Linked DNA regions of Mus musculus: regions 2, 3, 4, 5, 6 and 7 are each linked to region 1. A link is a contact called in public HiCAR-type and promoter capture Hi-C data. All regions are on one chromosome and are shown on one strand. Each heading gives the region's core, a stretch centred on a gene start, on an enhancer-like site or on the middle of the called end of the contact. The rest is flanking DNA. Distances are from core to core; before and after follow the strand shown. Region 1 holds the start of Ccne1 (cyclin E1). Region 2 holds the start of Nudt19 (nudix (nucleoside diphosphate linked moiety X)-type motif 19). Region 3 overlaps Dpy19l3 (dpy-19-like 3 (C. elegans)). Region 4 holds the start of Rhpn2 (rhophilin, Rho GTPase binding protein 2). Region 5 holds the start of Cep89 (centrosomal protein 89). Region 6 holds the start of Rgs9bp (regulator of G-protein signalling 9 binding protein). Region 7 holds the start of Pdcd5 (programmed cell death 5).

Region 1 (2,700 bases), core at 30-2,529:
TTGGGAAAGTTGGAAGAAAGAAAACCTGGAACCCAGGAGGCAGAATACCCTGTAGGCAGCAGACCTACCTGACTGCTATCCTCGCTTTTCACAGTCTTGTCAATCTTGGCAATTTCTTCATCTGGGTCTTGCAAAAACTAAAAAAAAAAAAAAAAAAAAAAAAATCCCGGTCCACCATGGGTCCACATGGTGCGACCCAAAGACAAAAAACACAAGAGAAAAAGGGGGAAATGTTTGTTAGGTCATGAACGACATTCAACTAAAGGAAACCTCTCTCTCAACTAATTCTTTTCACTAGTAGGTAAGAAGAACCAAATTTGGTACCCAGGTAAGATGGAAGGGGGGGTGGGCTGTCCCCTTCCCAACCTGTATCCTTTGTACTCACCACGGCCACATTTGCCTTCCTTTTTCTGGAGCGGACTGAAAGGTCGGAGCCACCTTCTTCTTTCATGTTGCTGTGGTCCGTCGAGTCTCTGCAAGGGCATGGTGTCATGGGGTGCTGCTCCCCAAAAACTCAGGCCGCCCCTCCCCCACCGCTACTCACCCTTACCCTCCCGCAGCAGGGAGGCCACTCACCTCTCCCTTGGCATGGCTCAGGACTTGGGCTTGGAACTCAGACCTGGGAGGACAACAAGCAAGCATCGTGGTGAGCACGGCCCGCAGAGGGGACCTGAGTCTTCCAGTTCGTCCCGGGCACCCCTCCCCCCTCCCGCGCGGGCGGCGGCGGCGGGAGCCTCCTGGGCCCGGAGGCCGGCCGGGAAAATGGCCGATGGGCCCGGGTGGCTTGTCACCCGCAGGCGCCGCCAGCAGCCTGCGACCCTGGGTCCGAACCTGAGGTTGGGGATGGAGGCCCAGCCGCCCTTCAAGAGGACCCCCCGCTCCATCACCGTCCTCGGGGCCGGGGCTGCCTCAGTGTCCCTTTCTACACCTACCCCTGACCCGTCTCTCACAGCCACCCCGGCCGGGGCACCCCGAGCTGATACCTCAGGGGACCGGGTGACCCGGCCTCGCCCCACCCCCACCCGGGCCCGGTCCGGTCTGGTCGGACCCGGTCCGGACGCCTGGGAGTCGTGGGAGTCCCGGGAGTCCCGGGAGTCCAGGCAGCCCGTACCCGAAGCTGTGTCCGCCGCAGGCAGGCGCGCTCGAGCGGGCAGGAGGCCGACGGCGAGCGGGAAGCAGGAGGCGGGAGGCGGCGGCCGAGCGCGCGGCGCTGGCGGGATCCGCGCCTGCCCCCTACACCGCGCTGGCTGTCGAGCCGGCTGCTCCTGCGCCCGGCTTCGAGCGGGACATTTAAAAATCCCAGCGCGCGGCACCGGCCCCGTCCCGCCCTCGCGCCCCGCCCCGAGGGCTGCGAGCCCCTCAGCGGCCGCCGCAGGCCCGGGGCCCGCCCCGTCGCCGCGCGGACCAGCGAGGAGCTCTGGTGGGGGCGTGGCCTCCCGGGGGGCGTGTTCTTTTACGGGCGTGGCATGCACTAAAGGGGTGGGGCTAGATGTCAGGGCCTGCGCGCCGGGGGCGGGGTGCGGACGTGGTAGGCGGGGCCTGCGCGGGGCGGGACGCGGGAGAGTCGTCTGGCGCGCGCGGCTGCGGGGCGGGCTCGCTGACGCGGGAGAATCTTGGCGCGAGCGCCTGAAGGATTCTGAGCGTGCGGGGCCGGGAGGAGCGGCATGGGCCGCCCAAGTGGAATGTCAGCAGGGCAGATCGCAATGATCGGCGGCCGGGCTTGACTGGAGTGAGGCACGGGAGGGCCCGGAGTTAAGAACCCGTCATCCGCCGGTCTCCCGCGCGCGCGCACTGTCCCTCCTGACTCGTCCTCCCCGCCCCTGAGACGCAGAGTTCCGGGCCGAGTCCGGCGCGTGGGTGTCCCCAAGGTCACAACAGCTTGTGGCTCCTGGGACCGGAACCAGCATTCAGGCTGCTGCTGTTAGGTCTCCTGTGGACCAGCAGCAGGTCCTTTAACCTGTCAGTGTTTCTGGTCCATTCATCCACCCATTCATTCATTCATTAGGCTACCCAAGCACATTTCTGTGCCTCTAGCACACATGGGCCCAACCCGTTTGCAGAAAGCCTCTCTGACCCTTAGGTCCCCATGAGGTGAGGCAGTCTCCAGCCTATAATTTTACTCCAAGTGTTTTCATCAACCTCAGAGTATGCACATGCCTCACAAACGTGAAGTGACCCTCACCCACCCCAGACCTGACCTTCAGCCCTCCGCCCGAGCTGCTGGATCCAGCATCCGGTGCCCTTTCGCACCCCAGAGCCTCAGAGCTTGCTTTACTCTCTTCTGACCCATTCCAGCTGTTTGTGCTTCCGGAAAACTTGAAGGTCTTTGGTAACCACTTCCTCTCCGGCGTACCTTTCCCCAGGACGTCCCCTCCAGTGTTAAACTATGGCAAAGCACTTGTTTCTTCCAATCTCTTGTTCACTCTGTTTTCTTATCCCGTTGCCCCTTCTGTATCTTGGACCAAAAGGGTCACTTCCCTTATGTTAGTAAATGATATAGAAAGAAAGAAAGAAAGAAAGAAAGAAAGAAAGAAAGAAAGAAAGAAAGAAAGAAAGAAAGAAAGAAAGAAAGAAAGAAAGAGAGAAAAGAAACCCACACTGACCCAGGTCTGTGGAACATACAGGCTACTGAGACGAATGCCTTGAGCACATTGACTGCTAGCAAAGAAAGACCTGTACTCAAGTTGTAGAAGTGTGAAA
Region 2 (2,911 bases), core at 298-2,797, 2.6 Mb before region 1:
AGATCTGGAGAGGAAGCATCCCGCAGAAGGCCTGAGTTCAGTGCCCAGCACCCATTCAAGGTAGCTCACAACCTTCCTCAACTCCTGCTCCAGGTGATTAGACACTTCTGGCATCAATGGGCACCTGCACTCACGTGCATATACTCTCACACCAGAACACAACTTAAAATAAGTCATTTTGTTTATTTTACAAAAAGGAAAATAACGGGCAGTTGAAAACATTTTTTTGCATAAATAAAAGATGAACTTGAAGCGGTGGCACACTCAAGACCTCGGGTCCTAGGCCTGAAGCCTAACTAACTGTGCCTGGTGCATTGCAAGTGACACGAAAAAGAAAGGGAGGGAGGGATGGAGGGAGACAGACAGACCAACTCGCGCGCGCGCACACACACACACACACACACACACACACACCTACCACGCGTGCGCATGCAGAGAGAGAAAGGGGTTAGAAAAAGGAGAAAGATGGAAAGGGAAAGGAGAGAGAAAGCGAAAGACGAAGGAAACGGGAACAGAGAAACAGGAAGAGATGAAGAAGGAAGAAGAAAGTTAATGACTGAAATCCTATAATGTGTTCTAGAAACCCGAATGAAAACGATTTAGGGCATGAAGTGAATTGGGAAGTGTCCAGAACAGGCAGTTGGGAGCATTGCCGCGCCCCCGCTTAGGGTGAGAGTTGAGTCCTTGAGAGCCTAAAGCAAGGTCACGCACGTGCGCCTTTGGTCTGGGGTAAGGCTCAGCGCATCCCGGGGGGCGGGTCCCGCGACCCCTACCTGGTAGCCCACCACCTCGGCCACGTCGGGCTCCACGCGCGGAATGTCGCGCAGGCAGCACAGGAAGAAGGTGGTGTCGAAACGGCGGATGGTTCGCCCATACGGGGTGAGCCATCCGCCCCAGTCGTGCAGCGCCCAGATGTCAGGCGTGCAGTCTAGGTGCGCACACAGCTGGAGGAAGCAGCGCGGGTCACTGCGCACGCGCGAGCGCCATTCGGCCAGGCCGGCCGGAGGCGACAGCGCCTGACTGGGCTCCTGAGAAGCTGGAGCCGCGTCCCGCGGCCGCAGGAGCAGCACCCCCGCCTCCTCGAAGGCTTCGCGGATGGCACAGATGCGCAGCGCTACGTCATCGGGCAGCGCCGCGGGGTCCGCGTCGCCGTGGGACAGCCCGGGGAAGGGGGGTTGCCGAGGGGGCTCCGGGCCTAGGCCGAAGCGCGGCGGCGTGTGCCGAGGCGCGAACAGACGCACCCAGTCGGGTGAGCTGTCGGCCGCGTCCAGCACGCCGCCCGGGAAGACGTGCGCGCCGGGCAAGAAGCGCTGGTTTTGTGCTCGCTGGAGAAGCAGCAGCCGGAAGCCGGCCGGGCTCGAGTGGGTCCAGCCTGCTGCCAACATCACGGTGGCTGCCCGCCGCCAGCTGCTCGAGCTGCTCATGGCCGGCGTCCTTCAGATCCCCCTTAGGAAGTGGCCGGGTCGTAGAGTGGTGTCCAGAAGCCCTATAAATGTTGAGGGCCTGAAAAATCCGGCCTGGCGGCTTCCGGAGGTTTACTTGTGGGAGGAGCGTGATTCCCGCGCCAGAGCACCTCCTCGAATGCCCTGCGCTTCAGTCAGGGTCATTCTCGCCCTGTCACAGCCCTGTCACAGCTGCTGCAGTCACCAGCCAGCCTCTGGGAGCACGGGTGCCAGTGTGGAGTGGAAAATAATTTCTAGTTGTGAACCTTTCCCACTAAACGCAAACGACTAGGACTTTGTCCCCTACGCTGGCCTGTTGCCTGTATAGGAGGTTCCAAGGTGTCTGGAGCTCTCTTGAACCATGCTAATAAACGAATGGGTGGATCAGATGCCAAGTTAGACTAACTACTCTGTAGTTTGAATGTCTTTGGCTAGTCCCTGTCCCTTGGGGTAGTCTGTCTTAAGTTGTAGATGTTGTTATTGCCTGAGCACCTGAGGATCAGGGAAAATTATCTTAGTGTGATTAGTTCTCTTTCTACGTGGGAGATGTTTAATCCTAGACTAGCAATGCTTCCCCCTCCTCTCCAACCTTTTTTCCTTTTTTCTTTTTCTTTTTGTTTTTGTTTCTTGTTTTGTTTTGTTTTGTTTTTAGACAGGGTTTCTCTGTGTAGCCCTGGCCGCCCTGGAACTCACTCTGTAGACCAGGCTGGCCTCGAATTCAGAAATCTGCCTCCCAAGTGCAGGGATCAAAGACATGCGCCACCACTGCCTGGCTTCCTCTCCAACTTTTAAGTGGCTGGAGGACTTGCACTTCTATTTTGTTTTTTGGAAACAGCTTGTTTCTGTCTCCCTTTTTGCAGCTCTCTCTCAGTCACCAACTCTTGTAAATCCCATCCTAACTGATCACATATTTTTAGGGTTTCGGATGAGTTAGGCTGTATTCTTGGGGCTATAGAGATGTTTTTTGTTAGTTTTGAGAAAGTATTATTATGTAGTCTTGCTTTTTTGGGAACTTGCTATGTAGACGACCAGGCTAGCCTTGAACTCACAGAGATCTATCTGCTTGTCTCTGCCTCCCCAAGTCTAGGACTAATAAAGGTGTGTGCCAGCCTCATCATTTTGCAGTTGACTTTGGTTATTTTTAATGTTAACCTGTCTAAAGATGGAGCTGTCTGTGTACTTACTGCATCTCCAGAAACAGAAAATGGGGCCACAGGTTGAGAAGTATCTGCCCTTAGTAAGATAACCTGCCGCCGCCGTCTATCTGTGAGCCAACAGACTACCCTTGTCTAAACTGATGCTCTTGGCACTGACACGGGAAATTTGAGCTGAAATTTATTCTAAATCTATTATAGAGCCCAGGTGTCATTATGGGAACTTTTTTTTTTACACTTATTACTTACTTATGCAAGTGCCATTGAATGCATGTGGCGCCCAGAAGACAATGTATGTCCTGGGTCATCAGGTTT
Region 3 (2,762 bases), core at 58-2,557, 2.4 Mb before region 1:
TCCATGCAATAAATAAATAAATAAAACAAAAATAAGCCCACATTAAGTGTAATTACACTCCTCTTTTCTCCAGCTGCCTTTGCGCGTTCACAGTGCTAGCTACTGCCTTTAACAGAGCATCCTAACTCTGAACCTACAGTCACGGGGGGGGGGGGGGGGGGGAGCCAGCTCAGTCATTCACAGCTTTGGGCTTCATTTCCTATAGAGCTCTAAGGGGGAAAACAAAGGCTTATAAAAGAAGAGGGGTTATTCAAAGTATAAAGAGTGGAAGGCTTCGTGCCCTTCCCCCTCTTTACTATACCCAGAACAGTAAAAACCAAAGAGGGATCTAATTAGTAAAGAACGCATTCAAACATGATTAATTGGTAATCTTGGCACCAGCTGTCTAGAACCAAATGCTATCCTTTATTAGACAGACACTCGCAGGTTTTACATCTGCTTCATGCTAAGAGAACATCTGCCTCGTTCAAACGCTTCCCCAGTTCTACAGCAATTTATACTTTGTCTGGTGGATCTCGCCAATGAAAACGTACATCAGTGGTAGTTACCCTCTGCAGAGCGCCAAGTGGACCAATACTTCTAATTTTAATTTGCATAAATGGGGAGCAGTATTTGGTGGAAGAATAAAAATGTGTCTGACGATAATAACAGAAGCAAGCAGAAAGACAGATGAACTGCATTCTTGTTCATTTGTGTGGATGTGTGCATACACACTCACACGCACAATCCTGCAGAGCCGGCAGAGGGTGTTGGAGCAATGGAAGCCAGAGTTCCAGGCAGCTATGAGCTGACAGTATAGGTGCTGGGAACTGAACTCAGGTCCTCCAGAAGAGCAGTAAGTGCTCTTAACCTCTGACCCATCTCTCCAGCCTTGTGAACTGTATTTTCAAAGATCTGCATCCCTAAAAACATCTCAGTAGCAGCTTGGATAACATTGTAAGTACTAAAAGAGGAGAGTAAGAGGACTGTTCACAGTTGATGATCTGTACCCGAGGGCACGCAAGCGTGATGCTGGCAATGCCCGAAAGGTTTTCAGGCCCTTTGAGGATAATGGCACTCAGCTCAGGAACACAGCAAGTTCATTTCTAAAAATCTCACATCAATAACTTTTGTTGGTAAAAACTGTTCCCTCCCATCTCCCGATAATTAGGCTGCTGGGAATGGAGAAGCCAACGACCCATTAACTCTCTGAAATGCTGTTTCAGAGTTAACAAATCATCTCACCAAGAATCGGGGAGTTCACGGGAAGACAGCTGTGCAGAGCCCCGCACTGGGAACCATGCCCTTGGCAAACATATTTATGGCACGTACATGGTTTATTGTCTGGTTAAATTCCCATCCATCTGTTAGGATGGAGGGATTCCTGCCCTCGAGTTGACTAAAGCTGTGACACGTGACAGCTGACAAGCAGGCTGGTGAGAAGGTTAAGTCTTGCAGGCTCTACCGGCTCCACTGGGCCTGCCCAGAAGCCACCAGCAGCATCTGCGGATTAACCCCATTTATTCCAGGGACACCTTGCTTTGAAGGAGTACGAAAATCCTGCAACATGAAACCTATGCAGATGCTGGTGAAACAGAAGCCCGAGAAAAACAGACTAGGGAGAAGCTGGGAGAGCCATACACGCTTTGAACGGGTGGAAACAAGAGGTCTAAGAATCCAGTCCTGGACCCAAAACAACAAAATCAGTACATAGAAAACAACGGAAAAGGCACATGACAGCTCACAACCTAAGTCCAGTTCCAGGGGATCTAAACCTGTCCTCTGATTTCCACTGTCACCACTTGGTGCATATACACACATGCAGAAAAACACTTCACACGCATAAAATAAATCAATCTGAAAAACATTTCTGGGCGTGGGTGTGGAGGCTGAGGCAGATGGATCTCTGTGAGTTCCTGGCCAGACAGGTCTGTAGAGTGTGACCCTGTCTCAAAAAAAGGATGGCGTGTGGATGCTGGTGAAGTGGTGTCTGGGCAGAGATCTGGAGGTGACTGTTGGCTGAGTGGATTCCAGAGGGAAAGGCAATGATACGGAGCCTCACAGGAGCACCAGGAAGAACAACCAGGAGGGTGTGGCAGCCTGAGTGCAGATGAAGTACAGGGGAAGCAGGTATGAAGGGCAGGAGGTGGGTATCAGAGGGCGCATCTCCTTGTCCCATAGGTGAGGCGGGCTCCGGGCCTGTAACTTAAGAGCTTGGAATGGTGGAGTGTGCAGAGGGGAGTTAGGAGTTTGTTTTTATATTCGTTAAGCTTGGAAAGCAAAGGGGATTTATATTTTGAGAGAAGATCTCACTAGGTAGCCCAGGCTGGCTATCACTGAAGTGATCTTTGTGCTTCTACCTCGTGCTAGGATTACAGACATGCACCACCATGCTTGGCTACACACCACACACACACTTATATAATACATATAGTATACACCACAAAGGTGCAGATGCCCAGTGTGGCCAGAAGAGGGTGTCAGATCCCAGGGAGCTGGAGTTATAGCTGGTTGTGAGCTGCCTGACATGGGCACTGGAAATCAAACTCAGGTCCTCTGGAAGAGAACTACGTACTTTTAACCACTGAGATACCTCCCCAGCCACTTAGCTTTATATTTTTAAAGTTTTTTTTTAAAACAATAAACAAAACTGCAGAGTTCTGAGTGGTCCAACTGGACCACTGGGTGAAATAAACCAGGTTTGGAAAGATCAACAACAGTATATGCATTCCCTCACATGAAGATCGAAACATAGAACACCCATGACACACAGACGCAGAAGG
Region 4 (2,714 bases), core at 204-2,703, 2.8 Mb before region 1:
GAATGCATGTGCCATGGCGCACGTGTGAGGTCAGAGAACCTGTGGAAGTTCTTTTTTGCACCTTCTACCCTATGGGTTCCAGGGAATGGAACTCAGGTTGTCAGGCTGAGCGGCAAGCACTTTTATCCTCTGAGCCACCTCTGCAGCCATACTAACACCATTTTTGTTGTTTGTTTTTGTTTTTCGAGACAAGGATTCTCTGTGTAGCCTTGGCTCTGAGACCCGCTTGTCTCTGCCTCCTGAGTCCTGAAATTAAACGCCCCTGGCCCCTAAAACACTTCTTAAAGAGCATGAAAACGGTTGGTTAGTTTTGAAAGCCGAATCTGAGGTTTACACTGCGACCCACAGACCTCCAAAGGCAGAAGACAAAGGTGTTTTTTGGTGGTGGTGGCGGCGGTGAGGAAGGAGTCTACAGGCTGGGGGCTCTAGGCTCCTGCAGATGTAGCCCGATGTGCTACCAATATCCGACGCCAGTTTACCTACTCTCCAGTAGGAGGTTCCGCGAACCCCGAGCCTAAGGAACCCCCTGCTACTCCTGTACTAACCACATCGATACCTATAACACGAGACCAGCCAGAGAAAAAATCACTTGGGCTTGAGAACTGAGAAAACCGAGTTTGGGAACTCTGGCATCCTTAAAGACACCTGCAGAATTCCTGTGCACAAAGCCTGCTCAGTAGGTGGCCCCCTCTCCCGACGACTTCTGCTACCCAAGCGCTCGGAGGCCTCCTCTCCTGCAAACAGCTTTCCGTCCTTCCTGGCCAGAGCCTTTAAAAGCTTCCGAGCAGCGAATGAACTGGTCATGAATGTCCGCGTCCCTGAGTGGGAAAGCAAACGTATTTAGTTCTCTGCATTTACTATTCCTAGGGCTCCAGAGAAAGGGCGAATTTGGGTTTCGCTACGTTTGCTGAAACCCCGATCCCGCTGGCTGCGCCACCTTAACGCTCACAAGGTAGTGAGCTGTGAACAACACTCAGATTAAGATCGAAGGCTCAGCAAGAGCTCCATTCTAGACTCGCGGCAGACAGCACTTAACACTTGCATGGGGCAGGGGCGCGGTCTATACAATCAAGGGCAGGGCTTCAGGGCTCTGGCTTCAGCCTCGGGCGGGGCTGGAGGAGGACCGTGCGTGTTGTGGGCGGGGCCTTAGTTGAGCGGGGCGAGGCTACAGAGTTAGGTATCCGCCTCCGGTAGGACTGGATGGTGGAGGGGCGGGGCCTAGGCGAGATGGGGCGTGGCTCCAGAGATCAGGGGTGGGGCTCACTCTGGGATGCAGGAGGACTGCAAATGCGGGGGGCGGAACTGTAGGGCTTGGGATTCGCCTCTTGGGAGGCTGAAGGCGGGGCCTAGGTGGCAGAACTGAGTTCCAGGCTCGGGATCTGCCTAGGTCCAGGTCTTGCTAAGAGGGGCGGAGCTCCAGATATCTGGCGCTCTAGGGCTCGGGCGGGGCGGCAGGGCGGCTGGCTGGTCGGGGCGGGAGCGGGGGCGGGTCCCGGCGCCTCCTGGGGCCCTTAGTAGCCACTGCACCTCAGTTCACCCTGGACTCCCGCGCTGCCAGCATGACCGATACGCTGCTACCCGCGGCTCCCCAGCCGCTGGAGAAAGAGGGTGACGACTACTTTCGAAAGGTGAGTGGCGAGTCAACAGACCCTCTCTCTCTGTCCTGGCAAACTGCGGAGCGTGCTGAAGGGGCTTGAGGCGGGGGTCGGCTTGGACTGGAGGGGGAGGGGAAGGAGAAGGGAGAGACCCGCAGAGTTGGTGCGGGCCGAAGGGCGGAGAAGGGGGGTCGAAAGGGGATTGATTGCGCGGGGCTTGGAGCCCCGAGCAGATGGCAGCCGGGCTGGGGCGTGCAGGTGCACAGGCAAGCCACACGCAGGTGGGAACCTGGGGAGGTGATCCGGATGGCCCTGCCAGGCTTCTCGCGCTGGTGGGGAAAGGACCAGCTCCTGGCCACGCTGGCGAGCTCGGTCGGTCCCTCTGCACTTATACCGCAGCTCAGTTTCCACCCGAGCGCTTAGCCATGGTGCATCTGGAGGGCGAGTTTTGCTCTTTTGCCTCCCAAGTGCTTTCAGCGTTGGCCCCCTTCGACTTCTTGGTAAGGGAGAGTGGATGCTGCAAGGGGACCTCGGGCGTGCCCCTTCGTTTGTCCTCGCCCAAGAGAGCCAGAGAACCGGAGTCTCACTCTTCCAAAGTGGATTTATCTGTATTTGGTTGTCCGAGAGACCGAGAGGGCGAGACTGGACTCTGCGCGCTTGGCACGTCTTGGCGCTCCTGGGCAATTAATGCGACTGCCTTTCGCCCTGGAACTCAGTTCCTCAAAAGCGACCCCATTAGGCGCCCACAGCGGTGCTGGGATTGCCCAACAGCTGCTGGCTTTCAAAGGCACTTTAGAGGTGCGAATCACTGTGACAGACTCCTCACCTTCCTCTTGGGTCCCTAGAGAGTCTAAAAATAGCTTTTGGACTTTGGCCAAGGATCACCTGGTGGGTTGAGAGATTGTCGTGGATATTTTTCTAACTGATACGATCGAAGGCGCAGCGAGCAGTCATGAATAGGGAAGTGAAACTGCTTCCCACAGAGCAATCAATTCTTAATTGTTCGTAAATGGGCTTGGCAGCTTCCTTCTCCCGCGGGACTCTGGCATCTTAAAGAACTTTTGCTCACACGTGAAGTAGTAATAGAAAAGAGGGAAATCTGGAGACAGGTGGGGACAG
Region 5 (2,754 bases), core at 143-2,642, 2.7 Mb before region 1:
TGTTCTAGAACTCACTCTGTAGATGAGGCTGGCCTTGAACTCAGAGATCCTTCGGTCTCTGCCTCCCAAGTGCTGGGATTAAAGGTGTGACCCACCACCACCTGTCCTAAACCTCCTTTTTAATAAAATAAAACCCAAAGATTTATATGTAGGTTTTGCTCGCATATGTCTGTGCACATGTGCAAGCCTAGTGCCCCCAAAGGCCAGAAGAGGGAGGAGTCTGACTCCTTGAGCCACCATGTGGGTGCTAGGAATTAAACCACGATCCTCTGTAAGATAAGCCAGTCCTCGTAACCACGGAGCTCTCTCTCCAGTCCCCTTTCATTTTAGTCTATGTAACTATTTTGAGACAAGTTCTCATAGCCCAAGCTGGCCTTGAACTTGCTATGTAGCCCCAGGCTGGTCTCTAACGCAATGATTCTCCTACTTCAGTCTCAGGAGTGCTGGGATTGCAAAGGAACATCACCATACCCAGCATTTCTCTCACTCTCTCTTTTAACGTGCTGGGAAGAAAGGGGTATGACAGAAGACAGCTCACTGACCTTGCATCTCCTGAGCCAGTTGGGACCCGCGCCATTTTTCACTAGCCACAATATGTCCTAGTGGCACGTGGACCGGACCGGTCCCATCAGGCGGGTTCCTTTCCATCCGTGGTTTTGGTCTAAATGAGGAAAATGCAAGGTCTCACTAGAGCAGGCGCTGTTGCACACAGTTCTACACGAAGTCGGGACCTCTTTGACAGGATCTGTAGAGTGGATTTTCAGGCACTGAGCTACTTCAACCGAAGTCTGAATTCAAGAGATTATTTATTTTCAAAATAAGACTGGGTCTTCTTATCACGCTTGGCTCTGTACTGATAGTTGACTCCAGCTGGACTTGAACTCAGCAGCCCAAGTGCTAAAATGACAGCCGGGCGCCACTACCCCGAGCTAAACCCGGGAGATTTCTGTTTGAGTGACTCCGTCCCTCTTTGTAAGCACCTCCCTTAGCTCTGGTGTCCTAACAGGACGCTTACGGTGGCTCTTCCATTCGGTCCCTGTCCTTCTATTCGGTTCCTGTCCAGGGCTACAAAGGCAGGGAAGCTCACTGCGCCGGGGTCTAGAATCTCCGTGGACCTCACCTGAGGCCCTGCCACTTCCGGGTTCCCACAGCCCGGGAGCCCTCTTTAAAATTCTGACCGCCCTGGCCAGCGTTTTATTGGGTGATAGGTAAAAGATGGGCGTCTACTATAGCCAATAATCGAACGGAAGTCTCAGCTTGCTTCCTCTCTGGCTGGAATTTGAATGACGCCTTGCTGGGTTGTCAAGAGCAACGGGTGGCAGTAAAATTGACTCTGATAGGCTGAGACTCAAAACAGAGCCAATGTGAGACATGCTTGTTGTAAAGTCGGGGGTCCGCGGGAGCTAGGCTGTGGGGAGCTGTGCAGGCTGCGGGGTCTACCTTCCAGCTAGTCCAGCGCCTGGCGGCTCAACCCGCAGCCCTCAGCTCTCAGCCAGGATGCTCCTCAGCTTCCGCAGGAACCGCCGGAGCCAGTTCGTGAGTAGTTCCAGGCCTTCGAGTGCGGTTAAAAAAAAAAAAGATTTATTTATATGAGTGATCTATCTGCATGTATGCCTGCATAGCAAGAGAAGGTGTCAGATCCCATTACAGATGGTTGTGAGACAACATGTGGTTGCTGGCAATTGAACTCAGGACCTCTGGAAGAGCAGACCATGCTCTTAACCACTGAGCCATCTCTCCTGCCTTCATGTGCAGGTTTTAAAGACTGAGATAGGAGCGAGGCGGGATCGCTATCAGGGAGCATTAAATTCCAGAAACCCAGACTAAATGTTCCAAAGAACCCTTCATGTCCAGAGCCTGCCACAGACAGGAATCTTGGCCTCCCTGTCAGGATTCTCCTCTTAGCCGGGAGTTCACTCCTGTCTTGGAGAAAACTTCCCCCATGAGTTGATTCCTTTCCTATTTAGGGTATATTAGCCCAGCTCACTTAGTTAATCCTCTCTGGAAAAGCCCTCCCACAGACACCCAAAGGTGTGCTTCATTACACGGTAGGTATAGATTAGCCCAGTTCAGTTGACAATTGAAATCGGTCAGGAAAGCTGCCGTGAGCAGGGAGGTGTGAATGAATCGGATAGCCATGATGGTGTGCCCCAGTGAGTGCCCTTGCCTCACCAATGGGGATTGGGAACAGCGGCAGGTGTGTGTGTAAAGACTCTTGTGGGGCCGGATCCCTAGAGTGACCTCAGTTTGGGAGGTGATGGTGGCCCAGGAGCAAGGTGATCTTCTCCCGGTGACCTGCCTTGGGTTTCATTTGTGCAGAACCACATCATCCATGGCTTCCTCCCCGCAGCCAGCATCGCTCCGAAGCCAGCGGTGCCACGCACACCCCCTCCTCGGAGCCCCAACCCTTCTCCAGAGAGGCCCAGGTAAGTCCCAAGATGAGCAGCACCGAGGGTCACGCCCGTGCTTGACCATCAAGTCCTGAATCCTGGAACTGATCACACTAGCCAAAAGGCCACAAGTAGAGGGCTAGACTATTACGCTCTGTGGTTACCTCTGCTCAGAGATGCACTAATATGGCTTCTCTGAGCATCAGTGGACTTGTCTGGGGTGTGGTACCTTCAATGGAAGATCTCAGATTTCAGGATTGGGTACAGTTGGTGCCTACTAAATATGAAGCACCAAATTTAAGTTAATCCTTCCATCCATCTTTCCTTCCTTCCTTCCTCCATTCCTTCCTTCCATCCTTCCTTC
Region 6 (2,725 bases), core at 173-2,672, 2.5 Mb before region 1:
TAAAACAGAATGAGTGCTACCAACCAGCGTGAGGGCACCAAACTTGGGACATACGTCTTAACCCATCAAACTCAGAGGGACCTGGGGTCACTGTGGACCGATTTCTATTAATAGGAGGTAAAGCTCCTACAGACATTAGAGGTAATGGCCTGGCCGCCCTGTGCTGTTAACTCCTCTTGGGCCAGCATGTTAAAAAACAAAACACGTTTTGCCCAGGCAGAGGTGGGCTTTGAAAGGATCATGTTCATATGCACACATTCAGGCTCACTACCTCTCTCCTTAACGGTTCAAACCCGAAGCCCATGCCCTGGAAAGAAAAGGGGCAGCGGACGACCGTTGGATATCAGTCAGCTCAGCTTTGCCACACATAAGGCGAGGGCCACAGCCACCAACAGCACGGCGCTGAAAACGGTGGCAGCCAGGGCCTTGCTGGGGTCGCAGGGGCCCGCGCGCTCCTCTACCGAAATGCCACCGGCTGAGGACGCGCCGGCACTGGCACCGGACAGGAGTTCGGCGCCTGCCGCTTGTCGCGCCTGTACAGTCCAGCGGGGCACGTTGACTTTCATTTCCATGTCGTCAATCATCTCGCCCACCTGGAGGACTTCGCGCTCCAACTGGGGCAGATCGGCGACATCGAAGTCGCTCTCCGCTTCGTGCCGCAGGCTGCGGGCGCTCAGGGCGCGCGCAGCTACAGCAGAGGAGCCGCCCGTCACCCCAGTGCGAACAAGTGGCCGGCGCGGCGCGTGCAGCGGGAAGGTGGCTCCCAGCGCTAGTGCGCGCTGCATGTCGGCTTCGAGCAGGTCCAGGCAGCCTGAAAAGGCCACCCAGAGCCGCTCAAACTCCGCGCGCTCCTCGGTAGCTAAGCTCCGGTCCCGGAGCGCGACGGTCAACCGGGCGCCGGTGGCCACGGCCAGCTCCCGCGCCTTCTGGCGGGTCTTCTGCAGCTCTTCGCGTAGGTCCTGAGTGTCCGCGGAGCCGCCCACAGTAAGCACTAAGTGATGGTAGCACGCTGTGGTCTTGTTGAGCGCGTCCAGCAGCGCCTTGCACTCCTCTCTGGCCATGGCGCTGCCCTCCGGCGGTACCCTACTTGCAACCTTCAACGTCGTAGGTCGCCTCCAGCCCTGATGCCAGCCTTGAGCAGGGCGGACTGAAAGCTCCTCATGTCCTCGCCGCTGTTCTCAACAGAGCTCTCCAGGGACCCTTGAGGTGCGCCTCCGGCGTCCCCACGGCTGGGGTAGTCTGGTTAGCTTCTCCCCATCCGCTCCTCCATTTCCCCCAGACGCGCTCCGGGTCACGCGTAGTGTCTTTGCACCACTTTCTTTTTCACGGCGGCTCCCTGAGAAGCCCAGAGTGAAGACCCCATCCTTGATCGACCCCAAGTCTCCAAGACGAGCCGCGCGCCTTAGCCCCGGCCAAGGGCAGCAGGATCCAGTTTCCTAGGACACGCCTCCAGCCACCAGTCCAGGCCCGGGGCTTCCTCCGCCCGCCCCCCCCGCCCCCTCCCCGCCCCCGGGCCAGGGGTAGGCGGGGCCCAGCCCAGGTAGATCAAGTGTGGCTTTCCCTCTTCTCCCTACCATGATAATTCTGGAACCTTAGCGCCCTACAAATTCAAGGTTTTTTTTTTTCCTACTTTGCAGACGAGGAAAAGTGAGACTCGGTAGAAAGAATGCTTAGCTTATCGCAGCCCATGCTAGTGAAGGGAAAGGACCAAGGGACTAGACCCTGTAGGCAACAGAGTAGGGTGGCTCGGAAGTCTGGGCACCTCCAGTTTGCATCACCAGTAGCACGGGCGATCGACCGGGTAGGATTGTTACTTAGTTGGAGCTCTCTTCTTCATCACAGTCTAACCCCATTTCAGGGGCCCAGCTTGGACCCCACCCCTAATATCAGATCTTCCTTAGGTCCCGCCTCTCGAATTCTGGGCACGCGCACTCCCTGGTTCTGGGCGGGGCTAGCTTGAGTAGGAAGCGCGGAGTCGCCTGGGCCCCACCTCCGACTGAACTAGACTTAATGATTGCTCTGTTTACGTGTCAGTCTCGACTAAAACGACCTCTTATTGGACAGACTGGAGCAGGGTTCCGCCCAACGGCGGAGTAAAGAGGTAGGCTGAAGAGTGGAGCCACCGCACCCGGGTGGTGGGCACTCAGGTCCCAGCCCAGGGTCCGGGAGGTGCTGTCGTAGCACAGAGGTGAAACTATGTAGCCTCTTAAGTAAGTGTCTTCTGCGGGTATCCTCCAGCGCCTCCCTACTCTGGGGAACGCCGAGGTCGGGCGGGGCCTGGGAGAGGAAGGGGGAGGGGTTCCCTGCACTGAAGGGGAGCCCCAGGCTGGGCTGATGGGCCCCAGGGGCCCGGACCCGTGGCGGGCTGAGCCTCCCAGCTCTCCCGTTCCTCTGCGGTCCGCATCGCGGCGCGCACGTTGTCCACTAGGTCCAGAGGGATGCCTAGGCGGCGCGGAGAATGCATCTGTTCCTGTGGCACCACGGCAGGCCTGGGTCCCCCGGAGCTGGGACTTGGGGCAGTGGGCAGAGCTGTCGCTCCCAGGCCATGTGGCCTGGGAGGTTTTCCGGTGACCAAACTGAGGGAGGAGGCTGTGTGTTCAGATCCTGGTCTAGGCCAGCTGATTGAGTTTCCGCCGGGGCTGAAAGTGGAAAGGGTATCCCTGCCTGCTTTACACGTGGCGAGGTCCTCTCGTCCTGTATGTAGAGAAGACTTATGGAAAACTCA
Region 7 (2,746 bases), core at 87-2,586, 2.5 Mb before region 1:
TTGCTTTGCTTCCTGTTGGGCTGCATCACCAGGATCCTGAAAAAAAAATAATTTTTACCTTTTAATGGAGTGGAACTTCAAAAGAAGAGAGAAGAACACATGGGTCAGGGAAAGGTGGGGTGAGGCACATTTGTCACCATAGTTAGCACTTAGGAGACACAAGAATCTCAAGTTACCGGCCAGCCTGGGCTATAAACAGAGACCGTATTCAAAATAAAGTAAAATACCAAATAAATGAAAACAAAAATAAAGGGCTTATTCGATATTCTTTCTGCTATAATAGGTTCCCGAGGTGGAAACTGGACCTCACCAAAAAAAAAAAAAAAAAAAAAAAAAAAAAATCAATAAGTCAGTTTCCATTTGCAATGTTGTGTTCGTTTTATTAAATAAGGGCTGAGGGTGGAACTCAGGGAAGAGAGGGTGTTGTGTATGCTAGGTAAGCACTGTGGCCCAGGCTAACCCCCACTCCCAGCCCCACATTTCCCAAGCGTCTCAAGTCACAATCTAAAAGAATGTTTGAGAACGCACACATTCCTGAAAAGGCCCCGGTATCATGGAGCCCTATTTTTAACCAGTGAGAAGACTGGAAAAAAGAGACCCTGGCTTGGCACGAAAGATGCTGGCTCAAAGGCTCAAATGCTTGCCACTGAGGTCACCCACCACCACTAGCGTTTGTCCCAAGGCAAGTTTACAACCCGCTACTCCCTCCTAGCCGGCACCGCAGGGGCTGAGCACCATCTCTGGAGTCCGCGGTTCGACTCCCGCCCGGGGAGGCGCTGTCAGAGCGGCGTCCTCCGCACCAGAGCTCAGAGGATCCCCCTCTACACAGCGCGGGCTTCCGGTCGGCAAGACCCCCCCCAATCCGAGGACACCCCAATCCCGGCGAGGATCGCCTGAGGCTCGACGGCAGCGAAAACCGAGACTTGGGGGGTGGGGTGGGGGGTGACTCGAAGGCGCGCACACCCCAACCCGCACAAGCCTCACGCGGGACCCTACGGCAGCCGAGGAGGCGGCGGTGACCTCCGGGGACACCCCCATCCCCGTGGGCACACACACGTTGCCATGGGGTACGCGGAAGCCGGGGTCCCACGAGCAAACGCCGAGAGCCTGTGCCTGGGGCGAGGGCGTCACCTCGCCCGCCCGCCCGCTCGCTCACTCACTCCATGCTTGGCCTGCAACTCGGCCAGCCTCTGCTTCCTCAGCGCCTCAAGTTCTTCGTCCGCCATGGCGCGGCTGTCCCACGTCGCGCAGGCGCAGCGGCCGTCGGGGGTCGCGCAGCCGCAGCCGCCCTCCGGTACACTCGGTTGGAATCGCTTCGGCCGGAGACTCGAGCCCGGCGCCTTCGACTGCGCAGACGCGAGTGATGCTCAGGCATCAAAAGTCGAGTGCCGAGTTGGGGCTGCCGGGCCTCGGCCAGGGTGCCTTGCAGAGGACCGATCCTGCGATGGGAAAAGGGGCAGAACCTCTAAGAGGGCGCTTGTGGGTTCCCAGGCTCTGAACTGCGCGTTAACACGCCCCACCCTAATGATTCCTAGGACTGGCAATGGCGCAGTTCTGCAAGGTGTAAACTCCTTAGTCGACGCCCTGTCTGCTTTACCCCAACCCCCAAGGGCCTTTGCTGAGAAGATGCTGTGTGTGTGAGTGTGTGTGTGAACTATGGCAATACACACACACACACACACACACACACACACACCCTGATTTTGGAGTGAGGGTCCCAGTAAGGGATGGAGTGGGTGGAAAAAAAAACTGCTCAATTCTCCAATCCTGTGACTTGCTTATGGTATATGTATTTTAATTTTTCCAAATACATCTAACCATTTTCATTATATATATATATGGAGGTAAGGGATGAGTGAGCCTGAGGAGACAAACATTGGACCCCTGGAGTTGGAGTTCCAAGCAACTGTGAGTCACCTGATATTGGGTTGAGAATCGAATTCTGGTGCTCTGGAAGACTAATACACACTTTTAACCACTGAGCCATCCCTCTAGCCCATATACCTACATCCACCCTGTTGAGCAATGGCTACTCTCTATAAATTTTTCATCATTACAAACTGGCACCCACTCACTAAATAGAAATTATTTATTATCCCTGGTTCCCATTACAAAACAATGTTCTGTCTGTATAAAATTGCCTATTCAAGCACTATTTATTTATGGCTGGCATATTTGACCAATCATATACCACCTTCAAGTTTTTTATCCATGTTGTACCATGAGACAGAACTTCATTCTTGATTGGATTTGGTGGGTGTGTGCCTTTAAAGTCGGCCAATCCAGGGGCGTCTGAGGCAGGAGGATCTGGAATTGAAGACCAGCTTGCCATTACATAGTGAGACTTTGGCTCCAACCAAACAAGCTCTCCCCTCCCCCATTTCATTATTTCCTGGCTGAACATATTTACTGTACAAAGCACATTAGATGTATTCATCAGTTTAACCTTGTTCACTTTTTGCTTAGTGTGAGTAAAGCCACTATCAATGCATGTGTTCAAATGCCTGCCTGCAATCCTGCCTTCAGTTATTTTAAATATGTATCTATGGATGGAATTGCTGTGTTAGGGACTGTGGTGGTTTGAAAGAAAATGGCCCCCAGAGGCTCTTAGGGAGTGGCACAGTTAGGAGGTGTGCCTTGTCGTAGGTGTGTCTCGGTTGGAAGGAAGTGTTTTTCTGGGACTCTGAGGTTTCAAGTGTGCTCACGCCATAGTGTTACTTTCCCTGCTGCTCGCCTATTGATGCAG

What was found. Promoter capture Hi-C pulls out the DNA fragments that hold promoters and counts their contacts. HiCAR-type assays count read pairs that join an accessible place to other places. Capture Hi-C pulls out chosen DNA fragments and counts their contacts.
Region 2: a promoter capture Hi-C map of second pharyngeal arch cranial neural crest shows a contact between it and region 1. The contact joins the promoter of Nudt19 here to the promoter of Ccne1 in region 1. A contact is called at or near these places in 9 of 39 promoter capture datasets (the 3T3-L1 cell line, the C10 cell line, the HPC-7 cell line and 5 more) and 1 of 484 Hi-C or Micro-C datasets (B cells).
Region 3: a promoter capture Hi-C map of hippocampal neurons shows a contact between it and region 1, with 11 times the contacts expected there. The contact joins the enhancer-like site here to the promoter of Ccne1 in region 1. A contact is called at or near these places in 6 of 39 promoter capture datasets (the 3T3-L1 cell line, the C10 cell line, cranial neural crest and 3 more) and 4 of 115 datasets of contacts at active chromatin or transcription factors (astrocytes, forebrain, large pre-B cells and 1 more).
Region 4: a contact with region 1 is called in a HiCAR-type map of astrocytes, with 13 times the contacts expected there. The contact joins the promoter of Rhpn2 here to the promoter of Ccne1 in region 1. A contact is called at or near these places in 8 of 39 promoter capture datasets (the 3T3-L1 cell line, cranial neural crest, frontonasal cranial neural crest and 5 more), 3 of 115 datasets of contacts at active chromatin or transcription factors (astrocytes, embryonic forebrain and large pre-B cells) and 1 of 9 other capture datasets (liver).
Region 5: a contact with region 1 is called in a promoter capture Hi-C map of adipose tissue, with 4 times the contacts expected there. The contact joins the promoter of Cep89 here to the promoter of Ccne1 in region 1. A contact is called at or near these places in 2 of 39 promoter capture datasets (cranial neural crest and hippocampal neurons), 1 of 115 datasets of contacts at active chromatin or transcription factors (astrocytes) and 1 of 9 other capture datasets (adipose tissue).
Region 6: a promoter capture Hi-C map of liver shows a contact between it and region 1, with 6 times the contacts expected there. The contact joins the promoter of Rgs9bp here to the promoter of Ccne1 in region 1. A contact is called at or near these places in 7 of 39 promoter capture datasets (cranial neural crest, embryonic stem cells, frontonasal cranial neural crest and 3 more), 1 of 484 Hi-C or Micro-C datasets (CD4 T cells), 5 of 115 datasets of contacts at active chromatin or transcription factors (acute myeloid leukemia, astrocytes, embryonic forebrain and 2 more) and 2 of 9 other capture datasets (adipose tissue and liver).
Region 7: a promoter capture Hi-C map of adipose tissue shows a contact between it and region 1, with 3 times the contacts expected there. The contact joins the promoter of Pdcd5 here to the promoter of Ccne1 in region 1. A contact is called at or near these places in 7 of 39 promoter capture datasets (the C10 cell line, cranial neural crest, hippocampal neurons and 3 more), 2 of 484 Hi-C or Micro-C datasets (the G1E-ER4 cell line and embryonic stem cells), 4 of 115 datasets of contacts at active chromatin or transcription factors (craniofacial prominence, embryonic stem cells and large pre-B cells) and 1 of 9 other capture datasets (adipose tissue).

The regions. Positions count from the first base shown.
Region 1 is chr7:38,106,211-38,108,910 of GRCm38.p6, forward strand. Ccne1 (cyclin E1) reads right to left here and starts at 1,280. Exons shown (of 12, transcript NM_007633.2): 1 at 1,112-1,280; 2 at 577-619; 3 at 386-473; 4 at 69-137. The coding sequence starts at 590.
Region 2 is chr7:35,554,381-35,557,291 of GRCm38.p6, forward strand. It overlaps Nudt19 (nudix (nucleoside diphosphate linked moiety X)-type motif 19), which reads right to left and starts at 1,548. Exons shown (of 3, transcript NM_033080.2): 1 at 774-1,548. The coding sequence starts at 1,424.
Region 3 is chr7:35,732,519-35,735,280 of GRCm38.p6, forward strand. All of the region lies in intron 3 of Dpy19l3 (dpy-19-like 3 (C. elegans)), which reads right to left. Among named protein-coding and RNA genes, the nearest start is that of Dpy19l3, 21 kb to the right of the region's middle. Within about 2 kb of position 1,308, at least 10 of the 459 cell types and tissues checked have an H3K27ac peak or open chromatin away from gene starts, as enhancers often do. A contact at or near this core is called in hippocampal neurons, where this site is marked.
Region 4 is chr7:35,332,784-35,335,497 of GRCm38.p6, forward strand. It overlaps Rhpn2 (rhophilin, Rho GTPase binding protein 2), which reads left to right and starts at 1,454. Exons shown (of 15, transcript NM_027897.4): 1 at 1,454-1,628. The coding sequence starts at 1,560.
Region 5 is chr7:35,395,671-35,398,424 of GRCm38.p6, forward strand. Cep89 (centrosomal protein 89) reads left to right here and starts at 1,393. Exons shown (of 19, transcript NM_028120.3): 1 at 1,393-1,536; 2 at 2,320-2,426. The coding sequence starts at 1,498. Faap24 (Fanconi anemia core complex associated protein 24) reads right to left here and starts at 1,097. Exons shown (of 4, transcript NM_178643.5): 1 at 543-1,097. The coding sequence starts at 648.
Region 6 is chr7:35,584,160-35,586,884 of GRCm38.p6, forward strand. It overlaps Rgs9bp (regulator of G-protein signalling 9 binding protein), which reads right to left and starts at 1,423. Exons shown (of 1, transcript NM_145840.3): 1 at 1-1,423. The coding sequence starts at 1,061. The coding sequence ends at 348. It overlaps Ankrd27 (ankyrin repeat domain 27 (VPS9 domain)), which reads left to right and starts at 2,088. Exons shown (of 29, transcript NM_145633.3): 1 at 2,088-2,210.
Region 7 is chr7:35,646,146-35,648,891 of GRCm38.p6, forward strand. Pdcd5 (programmed cell death 5) reads right to left here and starts at 1,337. Exons shown (of 6, transcript NM_019746.4): 1 at 1,161-1,337; 2 at 1-36. The coding sequence starts at 1,226.